Linked DNA regions of Hordeum vulgare: region 2 is linked to region 1. The links are chromatin contacts, called in public Hi-C maps. All regions are on one chromosome and are shown on one strand. The core of a region is the stretch at or near the end of the contact, and the rest is flanking DNA. Distances in the headings are between cores, read along the strand shown.

Evidence for each region. A called contact is a pair of places that touch in the nucleus more often than the background predicts.
Region 2: a Hi-C map of leaf shows a contact between it and region 1, with 3 times the contacts expected there. The contact joins two enhancer-like sites. A contact is called at or near these places in 3 of 6 Hi-C or Micro-C datasets (leaf and seedling).

The regions. Positions count from the first base shown.
Region 1 is chr7H:503,432,040-503,436,219 of MorexV3_pseudomolecules_assembly, forward strand. No RefSeq gene overlaps it. Among protein-coding and RNA genes, the nearest start is that of LOC123409599, 110 kb to the left of the region's middle. Within about 2 kb of position 2,447, at least 2 of the 3 cell types and tissues checked have open chromatin away from gene starts, as enhancers often do. A contact at or near this core is called in leaf, where this site is marked.
Region 2 is chr7H:503,979,167-503,983,346 of MorexV3_pseudomolecules_assembly, forward strand. No RefSeq gene overlaps it. Among protein-coding and RNA genes, the nearest start is that of LOC123413439, 4.4 kb to the right of the region's middle. Within about 2 kb of position 2,360, at least 3 of the 3 cell types and tissues checked have open chromatin away from gene starts, as enhancers often do. A contact at or near this core is called in leaf, where this site is marked.

The DNA of each region.
Region 1 (4,180 bases), core at 1,197-3,696:
CCGCCGTCATTTCCGGACTCTTCCCCGCCGCTGGCACCATCGTCTTCGTGTCGATCGGTCATATCTTCGTCTAGCCCCAATGTCGTTATTCCCTGCCATTTGGACGTCCTCATAATCATTGTCTTCTTCAGTTATCCACCTAGTATAGCCATCGATGAAACCATTCATCAGCAGGCGCGCCTTCAAAGTGCCACGATCAAAAGGGTCCAAAAGGACTCCTTCCTTGCATCTTGCACACGGACATCTAATCCTAGTCCGATTATTTGCATGCATGTCCATCACCGCGGATTGCATGTACCGCTCCACCTTCCATCCACTCACCTTCATGACCGACTGCACGGTATATAACAAGCAAAAGGGTTATAAAATAAATAATGCATGCATGCATGCTTCAAAGTCATATAAATTTTTGGCATGACCTTGCCTAAAAATAGGACATATTGACTTTGCTCGAAATTCACCGAACCGGAAATAAATCAACATTTCGGCAAAACATAAGCAACTCGAGGGCATGTCACACTCGCACAAATCTCTCCACATATATATATATATATATATATATATATATATATATATATATATCCCAAACACACATATTCTCATTCACACACATATTTCCGTTCTTCAAATGAACAACTTTTTTTACTCACCTATATATCTCCCGGCCCGAGAGAGATGATGAGAGAGTGACCGATCGAAAGAGCACGTGTGGATGGCTAAATAGCTAGCTAGATCTAGTTGTTGGGGAGGAGAGGTGAATCTAGTTATCTAACTAATGGAGAGGGAGTTATGGTGAAGGGGGGCATTAATGGGGAGAGGAAGAGAGGTAGCTAGCTAGGACCAAGAGAGATGTGAGAGAGGCCATTTATGAAGGAGAGTTACGGTGAAGGGGGACATTAATGAGGAGAGAATAGAGGTAGGAGGAAGAGAGAAGAAGAGCAACAATGATGTGGAGAGTGGAGAGGGGAAAGGAGGGGGAGGTAGGTCAAAGTGGGGGAGAAGAGGGGGAAGGGGTAGAAAGGTGGCACCAGCCGCAACTAGCAGTAGCGCTGCATACCAAAACGCGTTGCTGCTATTATTTTAGTAGTGCGCTTGTTACAGAAGCGCGCTACTACTAATTGGGGCCCACTAGCAACAGCGGTGGTGCAAAACAAAGCGCTACTGCTAAAAACTTAGCAGTAGCGCTGGATTATGGGCAACGCTGCTACTCTAGCTACCGTCGGTGGCATCGTCTGGTCCTACATAGTAGTAGCGCTTTTCTAACAAGCAGCGCTACTGCTAAGCTCTTAGTAGTAGCGCTCAACTGGATCAGCGCTACTGCTAATTAACAGCAGCGTGTTATTTTTTTCAGCGCTACTACTGAGGTCCTCTGTATAGGCTTTTCCCTAGTAGTGTCTATTTCCTCGTGAGCTTTAAAGCCATCCACCAAATCTGTTTAACAGAAAGCCATGACACACCATTAAAGATCATGTTATTTCTATGTCTTCATATAGCCAAAAGGATAGCAGATCAAATATTGTTAACATGGTCTAATGGTTTGCCAGCAATCCAAAAGGATGCTATGGACTCTAAATTACCACCTAGACATCTCCCTAGCATAGAGCTAGCAGTAACACAGATTTTCTTAGCTACCATACATCTAAAAAAGAGATGACAAACTATGTTTTTTGAACGAAGATGAAAAAACTATTTCCTTACATGAGCATACGACAGGGTCTGCTTTATCTAGCTCTCTCCGCGTAGGAATGTAAAAATAGGTTTGAGTGGATTGTCAAATTACTTTATTTTACCTATGGAACTCAATCCAAAGAAAAAAAAATCCCTCTCTTTTTCCTATGATCAATTTCTTGAATCGAATGAATGAACAGTGTCATCATAAGAAAATTTCATATTCCTCTGCTTTAGCGCAAATATCCAGCAGGTAGATAATCACGACATAAAAAGAACTCTAAAAAGAAGGTGACTTTGCAAGAACAAGATCAACAGATCACGAGCGTGTGGTTTAGCGTTTCCGTGAAAATTAGTACGTACTACTAGAAAAGAAACGTGAATACATACATACGTCAATCACCAGTCCAGTCATTCGTTATCACGCCAACACACGTACAGCAGCTACGAATCCAGATGAGTGGATAAGGCAGCGCTGGTAATCAAGATGACGATAAGCCGCGTTTATGTTAGCACCATCAGTTCATCGCTCAGGCCGTCCAATCAACGAAGCCATTGGTCACAAGAACATACGGAGTATATCTCAGGTAGAAATAATAATATCTCAAATAAGTAGCAACTCTGTTTGTCCGAACCAGAACCATGTACCATCCCTGTCGGGAATTTCCCGCGACGGCGACTGTTAGATCGAGGCGATCGCCGCCACTGGTTCCAACGCGCGGCGTCACAGCGTCCAGGTCGCCGGGCAGCACGGCAGCGGGACCGGACGCAACCGGATCCACATAAAAGGAACCCGGCGGAAACTGGAGCCATACGGCCGCGCGCTCGCCGGAACGGAAGAAGGGATTAATCGGGACAAGAAAGCAACTTGCACAAGCCCCGGCCCGTGTTGGTTCATGGAACGCAGGAGGCAGGCGGCCGAGAAAGATCACGGTCAAGCGCACTAGATGCGTCAGGACGGGGGAATGGGCGCCACAAAATCCGGCAAAAAATTACACCGGTCGCCTTTTGGGGGTCACTAAAAAGTTTCGGCTAGAGCTGGCCTCGTATGAGGCTTCTAGGTTTCAGCAGATGGTTGCGTGCTGCTTGCTAGCCCTTGTTTGTCCTGTCAGGCGCGAATTAATGTGCTGAAGCGTTCGTCAGATTTGTCTGAGTAGATCATAAAATCTGCGCATTTATCTGTTTGGGGTGGTTGTAACAGTAAGAGCATCTCCAATGTCTATATTTCGATGTTTATATATTCATATAGATAATGAACTGGAAAGATTTCCTCGTATACACGTTGAATGCCTATATATAGAAGGTTTATATTCTCTCTTCTATATTTTAATAATGTTTTATAACTACCAATTTAATTACCATTTTATAACCTCCAACGGGCATATATATATCATCCATTCTCACCTCTTTTAAATAATTTCATCTTGTGCTTCTCTGATCTCTCTTCCAAATCTTGTGTCTTCACTCCTACAATACAATGAGTGAAACAGGATTCGTTTCGGATATGCTCATGAATTCGTTGTCGTTGTCTTCATCGGACAATGACGATCTAATTCTTACAGCTTTTGCGGAGTGCCAGGATGAAGAGGAGGCGAATGGTCGACGTCACGGCGGGTCCACGCTGGGCCGGCAGTATTTGTATCGCAGAAGAGATGCCGGATTTATTCTACTCTCGGACGACTACTTCAAAGAAAATCCAACTTTTCCCGAAAGTTACTTTCGTCAAAGGTTAGTATTATAACATTATTCTCTATCTGCCTATTTGTCATCTTCCTATCTCATATTTGTTTATGTCAAAGGTTAGTATTATAACATTATTCTTTATTTGCCTATTTGTCATCTCTCTATCTCATATTTGTTTATACGCACAAGTATAGAATGTCTCGTGATTTGTTTAATCACATAGCTGAAGTAGTATTTGAGCATGATAGTTATTTTAAGCAAAAAAGAAATTCTGTTCGAGCTCTTGGGTTGCATCCTCTACAAAAGATGGCAGCCGCAATGCGACTACTAACTTATGGATATGTTTTTGATGTCGCGGATGAGTATTGTCGCTCGGGAGAATCTACTAATCTAGCAACTTGCAAAAAGTTTGTCATAGCTATTTGTGAAGTCTTTGGGAACTAGTATATGAGATCTCCAAATGAAGAAGATAGAGATATATTACTTGAGTTAGGGGAGCAAAGAGGTTTTCTTCGTATGTTAGGGTCTATAGGTTGCATGCATTGGACTTGGAAAAATTGTCCTAGAAAATGGCATGTCATGTTTAAAGTTCATGTGAATAAGCCCACAATAATTCTGGAGGCAGTTGCTTTGAAGGATCTTTGGATTTGGCATGCATTCTTTGATTTACCACGGTCTCTCAATAACGTAAATGTTCTTCGACGTTCACATGTATTTGCAAAGCTAAGCGAGTGAAGGAGAGTGTGGCAAACAAGCAAGGGGAACACTACAACAGGACCACACCTATAGCAACGCTTTTATCCGTATCTAAAAGCCCATATAAGCGTTG
Region 2 (4,180 bases), core at 1,110-3,609, 550 kb after region 1:
AGAGGATAAGCAAAGGTAATAAACAACTGGATAAGAACTTAAGGGGGGCCAGAAAGGCATGTTCTCCATGAAAGCATACTTTAGAAAAGAAGAAAGCACCCATAACACTTTGATGTGGCATGTTAAAACTCTCTTGTATCATCCAGCAACGCGCCAAAACCACCTCTAGAATGGGTTAAACAAATTTGAATTAAAGGGCATAAAAAGGTGGTTTTCTAGATGAGCCGGTTAATTATCTATATATTCTCCTGTTGTTCGTGTGAAGTCGAAAAAAATGGCTAACAAACAGTTGTTGCCATTACATGAAGCTCTTTTATGCAACTTCTTTGCATCTAAAATTACTTTGTCACTTGGGGACATTTGGGATGAGAATGCCAAACTATCAAACTTGCCATGATCTCGTCCATCGTACTCTAGATCGCGCGTAGAGTAGTTCCAAACGTTCATCATGACACATCACACATGCATGCATGCATGTACCACCGCCACTTACCATCACGGACACAGAGGCACCACGCCGAGGCCACCGATTCCCAAAATAGGCAAGGCAAACGTAACGAAGCCGGCTCTCTCCCCCGCCCGCTAGAATAGATCGTCCGTCCACGCGACGCGCGCCCCTTGAGCGCTCAGTAGCGGCAGTACGATCTCTTCCCAGCCCTCGGCCTGATCTTATCTACCGAGTGTACCTAAAATCCTCTGCGCGCGGCGAGGGAGGCGGAGGCGGAGCAGACACGGCGGGAGGCCGCGATGGCGACGGCCGATCCCACATGCAAAGCGAACCCATACAGCCCCAGCTGCGTGCGGCCAAAATCTGGGCGACTTGTTCCTCGCGCCCGTCCCTCGTGATCTGGCCCTCGAATGGGGACAGATGCAGCAGCGAGGCCGCGCACGCCCAAACAAGCGACCAATTGGGGGGGCGGTGCGCGCCCACCTCTGCACGTACGTACAGCCTGCAGCTGCCATGCCATGACGGATGATGCCATTGCCATCATCCCCCTCCCCTCCCCTCCCCTCCCGTTTCCCCCGTCTTTTTACGGCCAGCCCGGCGACGGCGCCGTGGATCGTGGCCTTGGCATGACAAAGGAGAGCAATTGGGCGAGGGAGGATATATAGTCGGGGTTGACCCACTTACGTGTGGTGCGGTAGAGATCTTCAAGAATGGATGTTTCCCGCGGCCCGTTGCATCGAGATCGGGGCTAAATATCTACGGCGTATCTCTGAGCATCTTTGCAGAGGAGCCAAACCCGAGCAGGGGAACTGCAGGCCATCAACAAACAAAAACAGGGTAAGTAAGCAGTATTGGACTCTGATTCTTCTTCTCGGCTGGTCGGCCGGCACATCAGATCAACCAGATGAAGTAGATTTCTGGCCTGATGAGCCAAATCCAGAGCCAGAATCCAGATCAGATAATGATTGTTGCAATATAATAATATGACAAATACTTCCTCTGTCCCATAATACAAGAGCGGTTTGTACAGTACAAACGTTCTTATATCATGGGACGGACGGAGTACCAGACAACCCGAAACCAAGGCAATAATCGAACAGTGAAATGATCGAGACCGTGGCCATTAAACGATACAGTGTCTGAAGAGAAACTGTTCCAATTCAGCATATGATAGGAGCCAAATAGTTAGTGATCAGTGAGCCTTGACCCCAGGGAATAGCACAGTTATCAGAAATAGCAGAACTGTATGCTGCCTAGATCTCTTGGTAGGCCATGTGCACTGAGCAGCAGCATACACATGGCATGGCAGAGTATCACTAAAAATCAGTTGGTAATCAAGCGCATCATCACGGTCAAGTGATGGAAAGATCAGGCAATTGGGTAGACCAAGTATTCTTAGCCTATGACAAGTTGACAACACTGGTCTACAACAAGATAACCCATCCACAAGATTAATGAGCGGTAAAAGAAAAGACAAAGAGTATCCAATCCATCACATCCTAATTAAACTTCAAAGGGATGTTCTTGCCTTGATCTAGCGTTATATAAGCTATATAGTACTAGTTTTTTTTCTGATAAGACACTTGAGATAGGTCATGGTATCGGCAGTATGGTTCACACACACACTGGTCTGCGAAAGATCGAGACAGCACTGTCAAACATCTTGTCCGTATCATCCCTACGGGCTACGGCTGGATAATGTTTCTAACAGAGGGGCAGCTGCCGGTTTGTATGATGGCTAGGATGCATACGTATACGGTCTTTGAATCACTCCTGGAGAGAGAGGGGGGAGGGAGCGAGTAATTCATTCGCTGTCACGAGTTGTAAGGTGGCAAGGCAAAGCTCTCAATGATAGACTTGGCCTGAACAAATACGTACCTTTCAGAAACGCTCTGCAAATCCAAAGGGGTCATGGCTTGGAGCAAAAGGACACTGTGCACCATGTCTACAGGGACCCTCTGTGGGGGTAACAGCCTCTGTGGGGGTAACAGCGAATGCGTGGCTGGTGATTGAACACAAGGCAATTACAGTAGCTACACATGTGGTAATGACCACTAACAGTAGCAGATTTTTTGAAGTAGTACATAATTAGTTGGGGTAGGTTGTTGGCACTCATCTATATAGGCCAAAGAAACTACAGAAGACATATGCAGGAATGGCCCGGCATAATGGTGATCGCCATGTATTGGTATAGGAATCAGCAGCCAGGTTCTAACATAGAGTATCCATTCTTCTTCTGAACTCTTTCCCTAGTTCAAGCGGCGAAGAAAAATATGGCCAGGATGTTTGACAAGGTGCTACTGAACTCGGCTCATGAAAAAAATCAAACAGCATTGAAGTTTAGGTCATATCCATCATAATCAATGTCGAGAAGTCTTGCCGAGTATTGGGACTAACAATCTCACAATACGAATAACCAGGGTTTGTGACTAGTAGCGAAAGAAATGCACACAAGCAGAAATCATACTAAATCATATAATAACTGTAACAATTGTTGCCATTTGACTACCCAAGATGATGGTGATGTGTTCACATAGGAAACCAGTTGGTGGTTGTGAGGGGTACACGCCCACAACAACCGGTAGCTACCAGAGAAACAACAAAAATGGGAAGAGGCAAAGGCGGACTGATCAGGGATAAGGTTAACCTACGGGTGGGATGAAGAGATGAACCACAGCCACATATCTTCAAACTAAATGCTGTACCATTCTGAAATTATGCTTAGAAAGGAAGATGGATCATAGTATGGGAGGTGCTAACTGCAATAAGGATAAAAGAGACGGCTGAACCAGATCTGCGAATCAAGCATGAAAGCCAATGCACCTTTCCTTTCTCTGTGAAGACATAACGTAGTTGTCAATATGCCTCTTTCAGTCCTGTTTTGTAAGCGAAACTGCTCTAATGCTCTATGTAGTAAATGCAAGAGATCATTGCACTATTGTTTATGAATTAATATGCATCATTTACTAATGCTGGCCTGCTGACATGACCTGCACCAGCACTAAAGTTGCCCAAAGCACAAAATGACTCGAGAGTTTAAAAAATCATAAAAGTATAGCTCATAAATAAAGTTAATGTGTATGCAAGTCCTACTTTTGTAAACTTCCAAAACTGTTTGGGATGTCTTTTGGTAGATGCCAGATTAATTTCATACTTCTGTTCGGAACTCATAGTCTATCACTTGAGCTGTACCATTTATGGCTTGCATCAAATCTTATCTGATATGAAATGATAACAAAGCACCAGCATATATCGACTATATATAGCAATTATTGTTTCTGAGCTGCAATCTTTTGTCTGCAGGTTTCTTGTATGAAACCTGATGGGTGTGGCCTTGCCAACATGCAAGCCATTGAGGGTCTAGGTTCACATGTTGGGGCTGGCCTTCAGGTAATCTGATATTTTTTAATTTATTAATCTCTTGTAGGATGATGTAATGAACTCTTTCCATACGTTTCTATTAATAGGAACTGATAGGGTTTTCCCCCTTACGAAAAACCCAGCATTTCATGCAGTTGTGAATGGCCACAAGAGCTTCACATCTATCAAAGTGTTACTTCTTACAAGCAAGATTAGGATGATAATAAGCTGGTACGAGCTTTTAAAGAGTGGCCTGGTCTTTGTTCTACTTCTGGCGCTCGGAACTAATTGCTGAAAATATATTAGTCATTTTCAGACAAAGATAAATGACCAAACTAGTAGATTTGATGGCAACACATGGTTTCTGGCATA